Regions from separate parts of the Mus musculus genome. Here region 1 is linked to region 2. Evidence: chromatin contacts called from public HiChIP or PLAC-seq data. All regions are on one chromosome and are shown on one strand. The core of a region is the stretch at or near the end of the contact, and the rest is flanking DNA. Distances in the headings are between cores, read along the strand shown. Region 1 overlaps Pde3a (phosphodiesterase 3A, cGMP inhibited). Region 2 has its middle 5.6 kb from the start of Gm30524.

Region 1 (7,041 bases), core at 526-3,025, 480 kb before region 2:
TTAGCCTGGTGTAGTCTACCACTCTCCATTCCTCCTGACTCCACCAAATTCCATTGATTCTGGAAAATTGTGCCTTCATGTCACTTTCAGCCTTCTGCTGAAGCCCTTGCAAGAATGGGATGTGCTTTGCAGCATGTCATTAAGTACTGAGATTCCTGCCCCTAGACAATACTCTAACTGCTCCTGCTTAAAATACAAGGCAGGACGGTAAGGTAAAAAAAAAAATCAAGTGGCAGTTTGTCTTTAAGTCAGCTTGACAACTGATTCTGCAATTTGTTGTCATGGCACTATATTCCATAAAGAGTGAAATATGTCAAACATGGTGGTTCATTTGTATAATTACAACACTGGGGAAGCTGAGACAGGAGGATTACCATGAGTTGTAGGACACCCTGTTCTACATAATGAATTCCAGACCAGTGTGAATTACATAAAGTCTATGATGGAGCCTTTGTGTGTCTAGAACAAGACTAGGTAGTAAGGGCAGCTGTCTTCATGTCTGTTCAGAATAGCCCATCACTCATGACAGTGGTTCCTCCACTAACACAACAGCATGTGATTTTCTTACACTGCAAAGAGATAATTATTGCCACTGTAAGGGGCTATTACAACTGTCTACCCCATCATGACAAGGCAGTACATCATGTTATAGGTGTGTGTGTTGGGGGGGTGCGTGTATGCGCTTATGAAATGTCACACACCAATGGGCATTCTTCAGAAGCTATTAATCTTGTTTTTGAGATAGGGTCTCTCATTGGCTTGGAGATCACTGGTCATGTACAATGGCTAGCCAATGAACCCCAGGGTTATGCCTGTCTCTGCCCCTCCTGCACCCAGCATTGCGATTAGAAGCATAATGTCCTTAGATCTTTTTATAAAGGTGGCTTCTGGGGGGGGTCAAAATTATGTTCTCCTGCTTGCAAAGCAGGCACTGTGCCAACTGAGTCATCAAACTCCTTAAACACATGTCACAACTTTAAAACCTCTTTGTCCTTCAGCCCCTCAGTATCCTTTGTCTTCATGGCTCTTGTTTCTTCAGCATACGCACCACAGATTTCAGGACTACCACCACAGCTTGTGCCTGAGACTGCCACACATGATTGACATCAGGTAGCAGCTTAGAGGAAAGAAAGAAACCGGGAATGCAGCTTAGGCCAGGATGCATATCCCAAACTCTTTACTATGAAAAATATGTGTTACCGTCACACAGTTACATGACAGAAGGCTTTTCTAACATACAAACTTTGTACTGCTTTCCAATTTCTAACTGGACCTGGAAACCGATTTATCCAATTAACTGTCCCAGAAAGCAGTACATTATTAAAATAAATCCCGCTGCCAAGCCCTACCCCAAGCAGAAACGAAATCAAACAAACACTCTTGATAACCAAGTGAATTAAAAGCTTGACAAATTCCAGACATGAGAATAAGCTACATAAATTCAGCCAGTGGCATGGGGTGAGCTTTGAAGATAGATCGGCCCATCTTGAGAGGTCAATGAGGGGTCAGTTGCTAAAAAGGTGACCTAAGACCCTTCAGGTGCTACCAAGTGTGTGCCCAAGGCTGCCAGCATCCACAGAAACCATTCTGGAAAAAATATACTTTCTGAATGATCAAGCTCTGACCCTGACTAGAGCTGAGCAGTTCATGGCCCACAGGAACTGACAGTAAAGCATAATGTCCCAGAGCACATGTCCTTTATTAGAGCAGTGTAAGGACACCCTACAAAAGAGCCCTCTAGGTCTGGAAAGGTACAGAGCCCTCATTGCTCCCACAGTGAGAGAAAGCATCAGACCACTTCTGGGAACGCAAAACCAATGACAGACCCGCGACAGCTGCAATAAAAGGCTCCTGTCTTTTTGCAAAGCATTCAAATGCCATCTGGCAATTTCGTTGACGTCAGCAGGCACAGAAAAACAACTGCCCCCACTGGCTTCTTCATCATTCCCTCCCCTACACAATCCCGCTCTCCCCTCCTCCCCGGCAAAAACCTCAGCTCTTGAGCTGAGGACAGGGGCAGAGCAACATTTGGAAAAAGATTTTTCCCCCCTTTATTTCTTGTCTGTTGCATTTTAGGGAGGAGGTAGAGCGTGATAGTCTCACTGGTGTTTGCCCTCAGTTCTCAAAATCCAGTTAGCAAGTAGAGAAATTATTACTCGGACAAGACAATTTAAAGCCTTTTCTATTTGTGTATGAGGATCCAGAGTGTATAGGCTGTGAGGTCAGGGGTGTAAAAGAAAACTATTAATCTAACTTCTGGTTCAACCCGTTCTCTCTTTGATCATTGTAAACAGCCAGCACCAGGCCAGCCCAGAACAAGCCTGCAGCCCCAGGCTGACTATGTTGGCTTGAAACTTATGCACCACACATGCTTTCCCAGGTAGTTCCTTAGAAATGCAGATGGACAGGTCTGTGTTTCAGTGTTAATGGTATTTTGTTTTAGACATGCTCTGTGAAAAAATTTTAAAAAAACATTATTTTTTTTTTTACATTACTGGATAAAAATCAAAGAGACCAAGTAAATATTGGTAAGAGTAGAAGAGACCACACCCAATGCAAATCTAGAAACTAATTTGCAAAAAGTCATAGTTTGTATGGCCCAGAAGGACGAGGCAATGCTGCAGTGTCGCACTCTGCCTTCACTAAGCTTTTATAATTACCTGTAAAAACTCCTGAACTTCTAACGCTGAAGTCAGACGTCACCATTCTTTTCAGAATGCTTCCCGTGGATCCGTCTGCTTTTTAAAGATGTCACATCAGTGCTCATCTTCTTCAGCAGCGCCACCTAATTTAATAAACTCATCTTATTCTAACTCATCGAAGGACGTTCTTGTGGTCTCAGTAAGAGAGACAACAGTAAAGAACACACGAGGGAGGCTGATGAAGTAGGAACAGTAACGGGGTTCATGGAAATGCTTGTTAGCTTTCTTAGATTTTTTTAAAAAAAGATTTAGTTTCAATTCACTCCCCACCCCTGCCTCATGTGTATGTGTGCATGTGCGCATGTGTGTGTGTGTGTGTGTGTGTGTGTGTGTGTGTGTGTGTGTGTGTGTGTGTGAGTGCAGTGCTCACAGAGGCCAGAAGAGGGCATCAGATCCCCTGGAGCTGGAGATACAGGCAGTTGTAAGTCACCTGACATGGGTATTAGGAATCAAGTACTCCAACCCGATGATTCTTCTCTCCAATTTTGCCTTCCCCATTAGCTTTCAAAGGGACAGTGACAATCCTATATACATGTCCAGGACTGAGTGCTTCACCCTCATCCACTCTCTTTGTACATAGAGTCCTTGGGACTTGGACTTCTCAGCACATCGTTTCTTGCTGTTGCCCTCAGACCATGCTGCTCCTGTTAAGTAGACATCTTGTGCATTCCGTCCTACTCATTCCTGAAGGTTCAGCTTAGCAGTTTCTCAAGGAGGCCTTCGCTGGTATATTCCCTCTCCTTTGCAAATGCCTGGTGCAAATACATTAAATGAATGCATGCACTCATTTAATGTCTGCTGCTGCACATGTCTGTTATCACATGGAACTCTGGATTCTAGGAAGGCAGGACTGGTTGCTTTTGTGCTCCCTCAGTGCCTAGCGTGTGTTACGTCATGCATGTCTGTGGAGGAAATGAAAGAACGAAGGGCCCCTCAAGTCAACAGAGGAACAGAAAGGAACCAGCATGATCTAAGGTCACAGCCAAACTATGATCACTAAAGAAAGCAACGGCAGGCAAAGTCAGAAGGCAGCGAGGGTCAACAGGCAGGACTTCCTGAATATCTAGGTGTGGTTCTGTGTTCTGCCTCGCCTCTAGAGTGCCGGGAAGCAGCTCGGGGAGACGAAAAACAGGGGCGCTCGGCTATATTCCATTGTCCCCATTTTAAAAAGTGATTATTTTAGCTAGGAGTCTGACGTTCCATATTAGCTTAAGGACACAATGTTCTGCCACAGAACAATCAATATGTGACAATCTTTTCAAGGTCAGGAGTCACTTCTGATTGCCAGATGCTGCTGCAGAGGCGGCTGCTGCTGCATTTTATGGAGATTAAAACTTCCCAGAGACTCAAGAGGCATTACCTTAAATTCCAGGTACAGGTACTGGAGGTTTTACATTCACTGATTAATGTGTGATCCTGGGTGTTGCCATGAGCTACCCTGTATAATGACTGGGACAACTCTACAATCCAGAGATTCGAGAAATCTGTAGCTCTCCATCCCTTCTCTCGATCAGAATCTTTAAGTGGCTTCCTAGCAAGACTATTCTAGAATTTAGGGTAATGAAGGCAATTCTACTCTTAGGCAATTCTCTTCAGAGTTGATCTCTATGAGTTTGATTCTCTCACAAATGAATACATTTCTAGACCCACAAAATCTAGGATCCAAGTCTCTGGCAAAGGGCAGTAGCAAGTCTGAAGCTCCTTGTGAAGGTTTGTATAAGCTTGGTCCAAGGAGTGGCACTATTAGGAGGTGTGACCTTGTTGGGATAGTTGTGTCATTGTGGGTGTGGGCTTAAGACCCTTATCCTAGCTGCCTGGAAGCCAGTATTCCACTAGCAGCCTTCAGATGAAGATGTAGAACTCTCAGCTCTGCCTGCACCATGCCGGCCTGGATGCTGCCATGTCTTGCCTTGATGATAATGGACTGAACCTCTGAACCAATTAAGCCAGCCCCAATTAAATATTGCTCTTAAAAGAGTTGCCTTGGTCATGGTGTCTGTTCACAGCAGTAAAACCCAAACTAAGACACTCCTCAAAAGCAAACTGGTCCCTTGTCAGAGTCTTTCTTTCAAAACAAAGAATTTGCAGGACACAGCCTACTCCCTTTGACCTGGGAGGCTGGGGTCTTTAAAAGGCATTCCCTGCACTAGGCTCATGGCCTGCTCCCACCAGCCAGCTCCAGTTCTCCCTCACCAATGTGTCTTCTCCTGGCCTTCATAGTTATTCACAGATATGAAACCTCTCCCCTGTTCTGCCTAGCATAATTAATAAATACCTTCACCATTTATGGTTCTATAGAACTTGTAGGCTCTAGAAACAAAAGCCATTTTTTTATAGGAACATTGATAATTTCTCAAAACATTTGCATCAGTCAATAAGAAAAAGCAATCAACACTACTGGTACATTAAGTCGAAATTAGCATTTATAGAGCCTCGGGTCTATTTTCCATCAGGGACCAGTGTACGGACGTCCTGCACAGGATGTCTCTCCATCCTCAGGTTACCCTGGTTAGGTGGTGCTGAGCTTAAACAGGGTTGTCACATGAGTTCAGAGTGTTTTAGTAACTTATCCAAAATCTCACATCTAATGGGTGATTGGGCCTGCATATGATTCCAAGCTGCTTCTGAATCTATAGCCTGTGCCCTTAACCATTAACCTTTATTCTGTCTTGCTACTAAAATTAAATTTAAAGAGATAACTCCCATTTCTAATGAAATCATGAGCAGGAGGTAAGGCAGTCCAAGAAAGTCAGTCCTTAGGCACAGCCTGAAAAGACTGAAAAAATTATAGGCCCAGACCTCACAGAATTTAAATTCAAAGTACATATTTATTGAAGCTATAGCATCAGTGGGATCTTTAAATGATTTTAAAATGAAGCTGATAATGTAGGTTGCTCTTATCCTGTGAATGAGGCAAAGCAGGAGTCAGAGGGGATGCTAGTAATACCAGGATTCTGATTTAGTTAGAATGTTTGTTCAGGAATATTTGTAAACCTATGAAAACAGGTTTTAAGACAATGAGGGGAAGGAAAAATGGAAGGATCAGGGATTAAGTATAAAGTTCCTAAACTGCTGTACAGAATTCCAAAGTTCTAGATGACAATATTACAAGATACTTTATTACAAGAAGAATTGAGTTTTAATGATTTCTAAAATTAGCTTTTTCATCCATACAGAAAAGACTATGGGAGGAATATCATTTCAAATACAGATCATTTTGGTCTTCTATCTCTATATTATACCATAAATTTCTCTACAATAACACAATTGCCTTTATAAAAGATCCATTTTAATTTTATATGTATATGTCTGTCTGAATGTATGCTTGCGCAGCATATGCCTGCAGTGCCCCTGGTGGTCAGAAGAGGGCACTGGATCCTCTGAATTGTAGTTAATGGATAGTTGTGAGCCATAGACTTGATGCTAGGAACTGAGGCCTTGCCCTTTATAAGGACAGCCAGAACTCTTAATCACTGAGCCATTTTTATAGCTTCAGTGTAATTATTTTTTGTATACAGTTGAGAGTCACACCAAAACAAATATTTCTCCCTACAGATCCACAAAAGTAAGATGAGAAAACCCAAATGTCTATGATCTCAAATGTGTTGCTCTAAAAATATCAGCCTCCTGGTGTGACACAGATGGTTTCAGATGTTAGCCTGGGTCGATGACGACAGATCATTAGGGATTACTTACCTATTTATAGCATTATAATTCTACTATTTCATACTTTAAAGCTAAATTAATGGTTGGTAACTTAGATTGCATTATTTATAAAATAGCTACATCTAAATAAAAATAGTTTTCTTTCAAATTCAGTTTTTAAGTCATCGGTCATGAAAAATACTTCACAGGCCTTAATTTGAAGAGAAAACTATATTTGTGTACTTCTAGAAGCTTCACATAAACTTGCTAAGAGTTGAGGAAAAGAAATTCTCCAAAATAATTTACGTTTATTCTTTTAAGGATGTAAACTCACTCAGTCTTTGCAAAGAGCTTGTTTTATTTATCCTGGTGAAGGGCTTTCCAATTTTAATAATCTATAAGTCTGATTTTTAAATTCTGGTATTTTCTACTTTCTGCCTGAACTTTACACTTAGAAAATGTGTTTGCAAATATATATTCCATGTCCATTTGAAAGAAAAGCCCATAGACTATAGTATGCTGTTCAGCGTCAATGGTCAATGCTTAAATTTTGCAATAAAGTCTCAGAGGGGATAGAGGCAGTCAGATGAGTGGATAAGTTGACTCGGCTCTAAGCTATGATGCACGTTGTGCTAGTTCCCTTTGTAACATCCTAGTGTTGCGACCTGTATCAGTTCTACAGGCCCTTGCTATT
Region 2 (7,128 bases), core at 1,691-4,190:
AGAGCCAACCTTCCCAACCCCTCTCCATGGTCCCCAGAGGAGTTTTTCTTCATACAAATGATTACAAACTCAGCCTCTCTCTTTTTCTCAGAATTCCTACCACATAACAGATGCCAACTAAAAAAGAGAAAGAGGGCATAGTGTTTTCTTCCTTTGGAAGCTGGTCTCAGCTCAATCAATTTGCCATATTTAACATTCAAATTTTATGCATATGCTAATAACATGTCATTAAAATTCATCAGTATTCTGACATCTTTCAGTTTCATTTCTTCTCCTATGTTTTACAATTCCTGCTAAATTCTATTAAGTATTAAATTGTAAGTACAATTATTTGCCAGCAAATTTCTGTATTCTATCAACATCTGAGAAACAGAGAATTTGAATACTAAAAATTTCCAGCCTTTGTTGTATTTTGGCCTTGCATAGCTCAGAATTCATGTTGTTGGGTTTTTTTTCCACATTCATTAACCTCAGGGTGCTTGTATGTGCTGCTGAACAGGGCATCCAATACCCTCTGCTTCAGAAATGCCTAGAGAACCTGCAGTATCAGAAAGCTAAGGACTTGGGCAGCTTTGCTCCTGGGACACAAAACTTCCCTCTACATATTATTCCTGGATGATTTGGGCAGCCACTTTTGTTTTCACATTTGGGATGTTCAGGGGCTCATTAACTATCATGCAAGTAACCTAACTGTCACAAAGTAGGTGTGTATATGGGCAGGGGATAATTTTTGGATTTAACTTAAATACTGTGAATGTCTCATTACTTTCACCCCTACATTTCGGCTTGAGGTTCAGAAACAAAACTTCATGTCCACTCTTAAATGTTAATCTTTAGTTCTCCTCACACAGTGGGACCTCCATTGTCTCGACTCCTCTGGACTATGTGTGTGCAGTGCCATGACCCCAGCTCTCCCTCATTGGGTAGCCCTGCTTTCTCTCCCTCAGTTTTTCAGACCCAACTGCCATCCTAGAAGCCCTCCAATCTCAGCTCCCCACATCTTACTGTCATATTGTAGAGCAACTGCTACAGAACCTGAGTCTTCCCATAGCCCAGAAGCAGGAGGAGGATACCACAAAGCTAGGAGTCTTCTGTAGCCACCTTTGGCCTGACAGCAAGCAACTCACTCTAACTATTTTTAACACTATTTGAGTAGTTTTAAGCTTGGGAGAAACCTAAAGTCATTTTATCTACATCTTGATACAAAATTAAGACTTTTCAGTCATACACTGATTGAGTTTGAGGTTAAGTCATGGCCGTTACAAATAACCTTGTCACACCACAAATAATGTGTTCTGCCGAGAAATATTTTATCAGTTCTTTATTTTTTACCATTTGAAGAACTAAAGGGCGAGTGGTGTGCAGACTTCCTTTAAAGAGCATTTACTATGCTATACAAGGAAACGTTAGATGTCCTGTTCTGTAACCTTCCAGCTACTGCACACACCTAGACTTGGTTTGCACAGATGCTAATCATTGACCAATGATTTCAGTGGGTCCTGAAAATTTGAACACAGAAGTCTGTTCTGCCTTCAGGACAATTTAAAAATAACCAAAAAGGAAGCAAAAGTAAAAATCAACTTGTCCCAGCCACTAAATAGTGTTTGGTTGTGTCTCCTGCAGACATACAGAAGGAGTAAGGGAACCATCAGTCTTGCTCAGCTCTGATCAGTGCCAGCTACAATAATGGCTGCCTGGGGGGCTGTGGTCACTGGTGCTATAGTGGCCCAAATGTAATGGATGTAACCAGTACTTTCTGATTACATTTAAGCCCCACTCCAAGAGATAAAACCCATGCCTGGAGCCATTATTAGACCAAGAACCTATGGCTAAACAGGTTATAGCCCCTAGGAGGGAAAAAACCCTACCATTATTCTGCTAAACTGATATCTTAAAGGGACTCCAGATGACATCATTACACCCATAAACTAATTCTCTCTTAATCCTCATTAGAGAAGCTCCCATCTAAAATACACGAGGATTACCACAGAGATCCACAACTAGACAAGGTACAGGAAATAAGAGAATAGATTGCTAAATTCTGAATAGAACATATCATTTATATGTTGCATATGGTGAAAATATGGATAGTCTCCTCCACAGGGATCATTGTAGAAGACGCGGTAGAAAGAATATAAGGCCCACGGGAAAATAGATGAAGAAACGGTGTGTTCTAGACATGGTGGGGAAACTGCACACATGACCTCACATTGGTTGTGAGAGTGTGCACCAGAAGGGAGTCAACACCAAAGCCCATCTCTAGCTGTTTAAATATTGACGGTTTGCTGCTGGGATGGTAACGATGCTTTTCTCTAAGAGGGTTAGCTGACCTGGTAAGCTGACCATGCCCCAGGGGAGGCCACATATCCCAGAATATTTAAGAAGGAAAAATTACTCTTGATGGGTTAGTTTTTGTGAAGGACATAAATTTGGGTGGATGGGCAAGAAAGATAGGTCAGGGAAGAGCTAGTGGGCCAGGGAACATGGTCAAAACACAAAACACATTTTACAACATTCCCATAATGGAAATCTTAAAGTATGTATATTTTTAGTGTGAGATATATATACATGTATATGTATATATCTATATATATGTATGCATGTATGTGTATATATGTGTACATATATATATATATATATATATAGAGAGAGAGAGAGAGAGAGAGAGAGAGAGAGAGAGAGAAGGGGGAGAGGGAGAGAGAGAGAGACATATTTATGAAATTGCTTAACTGTAGCAATGTACTTAACAGTAAATCCCTGACCTAATTATTGCTATAAACTCATTACCTCAGCCTCTACTTTCACACGCCCAGTGAAAATATAAACCCTGCACCATTACAAATTCCAACTGCAGCCGAATACATCCAATTATAATCAGTTGCGTGAAATCCCGCTCTGCATTAGGCATAATTAACCATGTGATAATAATCAGTATAATAACATTTAATGTGCTGCGGTAGCATTTATAAACTGCTTGTGTGGATTCTAGAAAATAGAGTACGCTTCAGTGCCAAGCATCACTGTCAGTAACCCTTTCCTGGTTGAGATTTCATGCCTGCTCCTTACTAGAGAACTTTCCATATGCCTACTTGAAAATGAAAATTTGCATTTGCCTAAGGACATTATGTTTGTTATTAATTCTAAAAGTCTCTCCCTTTATGGAAATACCATTTACGTTCAGAATCTTGAATAAATTCACCCTCATATGCTGACACCCCAGGAGAGAACCCATTACTGACACTTTCTAAAATGTTAAGTATTCCCCAAGTGGCTGAGATTTTTGCTGACATACTAGAGAGATTTAATAATTTTTAATTAGTGCACCTGCAGTTTAAGTCAGATATCACATCTGGGCTATCTTAATAGTGAAATTTCTGTTGTATCCTTACCCCAAAAAAAAAATGAGATCCACGTCCATTCAATGGGAAAAACATTGTTTTATTTTAACACATGTGATTCTTTTTTTAGAATTTTTATGGATATGTAGTCACTGTACATAAGTACAGGTCTTACAAACACATTTTCATAAAGCTTACCATATACTTCAGTGCACGCCCCCTTTCTTTCCACTCCCTACCCTCATTACTTACATTCATAAACTCAGCATTCTCTCTTTCTACTTTGGGATTTTTATACACATGTACAATTTTATACATGCAATATTTGTCTGTCTTTAATCTGCCTTGTTTTGCTTAAAATGTTTGAAAGCTGGTGGTGTCTGTTTTCCAGAAAGTGATATGATCCAATTATTTATAGCTGAATGAAACTCCATTGTGTGCACATACACTATCATCCACTCTTTTCTTGATGGACATTGTACTGGCTGGGTTTGTGTGTCAACTTGACATAAGCTGGAGTTATCACAGAGACAGGAGCCTCCCTTGAGGAAATGCCTCCATGAAATCCAGCTGTAAGGCATTTCCTCAATGAGTGATCAAGGGGGAAGGGCCCAGCCCAATGTGGGTGGTGCCATCCCTGGGCTAGTAGTCTTGGGTTCTATAAGACAGCAAGCTGAGCAAGCCAGGGGAAGCAAGCCAGTAAGCAGCACCCTCCAAGGCCTCTGCATCAGCTCCTGCCTCCAAGTTCCTGCCCTGTCTGAGTTCCAGTCCTGACTTCCTTTGGTAATGACCAGCAATGTGGAAGTGTAAGCTGAATAAACCCTTTCCTCCCCAACTTGCTTCTTGTTCATAGTGTTTTGTGCAGGAATACAAACCCTGACTAAGACAGGCACCCAAGCTACTTCTATAATTTAGCTATTGGAAGAGTACAGCAATAACGCAGATACGCAGGAGTCTCTATGCTGTTCCAACATGGGAAAAGTATACATGGATCATGTGGTGATTTTATTTTTAGCCTTTTGAGGAGCCTCTGGACTCACTTACAGAGTGGTTCACAAGTTTACGTTTCTACCAGCAGTGAGTAAGGCTCCCTTTTCCCATATTCTCAGCATCCTTTTTTATACTTCATTTTAATGCCAGCCACTCTGCATGTGGTGAAATGAACTCCCGGTCTTGGCTTAATTGCGGTAACCATTTTTATTGTCCTTTTCCTCTCTGTAATTCTGAGGTCAATTAGGACAGATACAAAGTAGCATTCTCAACCTTCATGCTCTCTGCTCCTCTGGGCTAACTTCACTTGCATCATTTTATGACAATACTCACTAGAAGTCGAAGTGGTTATTTTGCTAGAATGAAGAAGACTAGAAACTCTATGACTTGGCCAAAGTTAATTGACTGTTCTATGATTTATTGGGCATTGAAGTCATGAGTCTAGACAGCACCTCATCAGTAAGGCTTAGAACGCTCTCCACAGGTGTCTAACAGCATTAGCTCTTGCTGGGTTTCGGCGGTGTTTTCATTACAATCACACTTACATGGTTTTTTTTTTCAACTCTTGTTTGTTTGGCTTCTTTGCTTGTGTGTGTGTGTGTGTGTGTGTGTGTGTGTGTGTGTTGCTGTCATATAACGCCAGGGCCAGCCATATGCATGCCTGGCTGACACTCTAACACAAAGTCCACCCATAACCCTGTTTCATGAGAACCTGACTGGCATTCTCTCTGACTGTTTACAACTGTACTTTTAAATGGTACTCTGAGTAAAATGTTTTCTTGTTTGTGAGTTTTTGTTTTGTTTTGTTTTGTTTTGTTTTGTTTTGTTTTGTTTTGGTCAGTGCTAGACCTAGAGTCTTCTGCCTACTGAGTTAGGCCTCTGTTAAGGAGCTTTATTCTCGGTTCTGTTTTAAGACAAGGCCTCACCATGTAACCCAGGCTAGCCTCGCCTTCACAGTGTAGCCCAGGCTGGCTTCAAACTCACAGTCCTCCTGCATTGTTTTCCAACTCCTGATATTATAGGCATTCACCACCTCACCCAGCTTTGAGGTTGCTTGTTTGGTTCTTTATTACGTTGTACAGAGAACTAAACCTACACTTGTGTGTCTGTGCTGTGCAAATGTGCTGCTGCCACCGAGCTATATATCTGCCCCTTAATAAACTCCTAGCTATCCAGCCTTTCTAGGTTGAGTGCTCTGTCACATCATATATGCCACCACTTCGTGTTCAGAAACTCAAAACTGGCAGAGAATATCTCTCAGGATACTTTCCATTTCGTCTTCCCAAAATGAGAGTGGAAATCCACAGGATGACACCTGCATCTAAAAGGCTTTTCAGCTGATAGCCAGATTATGCAGACTACCACCCTTCACCCTTCGGAGGAGAAATCTAGATTGCCAGAGCTTGGTTCACTAGGGAAAGAACTGGCATGACCAAAGAAAGCCATTCACATTTCATCTGTGCTGGGAAGAAGAAGCAGGGAGGGATAAATAGGAAAGCCAAAGGGCTCCCATCTCAGATACAATCTCGTGTCATGGCCTCAGTGACTCACCTGTGTGTCTACAGAGAATGAAGGTGGTATCACCGAGAAGTTTCTCTCTTCTTTGAGTGTAAAAAGAACTATCAAGGATTTAGATAGCGTTCCCATTTTCCCAGACAGTGTCTCCCTATGTATTCCGGTGTGGTGGTTTGAATGAGAAATGATCCCCATAACTTTAGGCATTTGTGTGCTTGGATTCAACATGGTGGCATTTCTTATGGAGGTTTGTGTAATGCTGCCTTGCCGGAAGAGGTCTGTGAGAAGGCTTTTGAATTAAAAGGCCTCTTCTATTTTATTTGCTCTCTCTGCTTTGTGCTTGTGGCTCAAGATGTGACCTCTTACTCCTGCAACCAAGCCTGCTGCTTGCTGCCATGCTTCCCATCCATGGTGATTCCTCTGTAACTGTAAGCCAAGATAGACCCTCCCTTCTGTAAGTTATCTTGGTCATGATGTTTAATCACAGCAACAGAAAAATAATGAATATACTCAGGCTAGCCTTGAACTCAAAATCTTCCTACCTTGTCCTCTTGAGTGGCAATATTGCAGGTATGCATGCCACGTCTGGCAGGACCCTACTCAAATCCCTAGTTTATTTGCTACTGTTTATAAATGATGGTGGCTGATACCAAAATGAAGCCAAAAGAAAATGAGGAAACTATATGAAAGCACCACGGTTCTTTTACCCTCAGAAAGAGAGCATATGGCTCATGAATATTGAAATGAGAGGCAGGAGCAGGAATGTTCTATCCTGGGGGAGGAGACTTCTCACCTGCTCTCTGTTCTGAAATCCTCCAAAGCCCTCCCTTATGCCAGAAATATCTGTCTACTGTGGACCAAGCCCTGTGCCAGAGACACAAGCATAAATAATGCATGATCTCTGCTCTCACAAGACTTGCATTTTAATTAGAGAAGCTAACTGAAGTAAATACAGACTAACTACAGGGTGCTGTGATAATTGCCAAAAGTATACCACGGAGGAAACAAAGGTTGGAAGGCAAGAGACACAGTCAGATAAAAATAAAAACAAGGCAAAATATGCAGAACTACTACATGTGGTGGTCAGCCTGACCAAGCCCATGCAGAGGCTGAACACTTCATATGGCCACAGTGCAACAAGCCCATTAGAGAGGATTGTGAGTTTGTGATATAAGAAGAAAGGCAACGATGAGCTCCAACTGGTGACCCTGCACTTTTCTTCTGTCTATCATTCCATTCTGTACTCTCATCTCTCCTCATCCACCCAGCTACAATGTAACCACTA

The links. HiChIP or PLAC-seq counts read pairs in DNA pulled down with a chosen protein or histone mark.
Region 1: an H3K4me3 HiChIP or PLAC-seq map of embryonic basal ganglia shows a contact between it and region 2, with 4 times the contacts expected there. The contact joins two enhancer-like sites. A contact is called at or near these places in 2 of 484 Hi-C or Micro-C datasets (cerebellar granule neurons and cochlea) and 2 of 115 datasets of contacts at active chromatin or transcription factors (embryonic basal ganglia and oligodendrocyte precursor cells).

The regions. Positions count from the first base shown.
Region 1 is chr6:141,429,360-141,436,400 of GRCm38.p6, reverse strand. The region is part of intron 2 of Pde3a (phosphodiesterase 3A, cGMP inhibited); the gene reads right to left. Among named protein-coding and RNA genes, the nearest start is that of Slco1c1, 91 kb to the left of the region's middle. Within about 2 kb of position 1,775, at least 78 of the 459 cell types and tissues checked have an H3K27ac peak or open chromatin away from gene starts, as enhancers often do. A contact at or near this core is called in embryonic basal ganglia, where this site is marked.
Region 2 is chr6:140,946,468-140,953,595 of GRCm38.p6, reverse strand. No RefSeq gene overlaps it. Among named protein-coding and RNA genes, the nearest start is that of Gm30524, 5.6 kb to the left of the region's middle. Within about 2 kb of position 2,940, at least 2 of the 459 cell types and tissues checked have an H3K27ac peak or open chromatin away from gene starts, as enhancers often do. A contact at or near this core is called in embryonic basal ganglia, where this site is marked.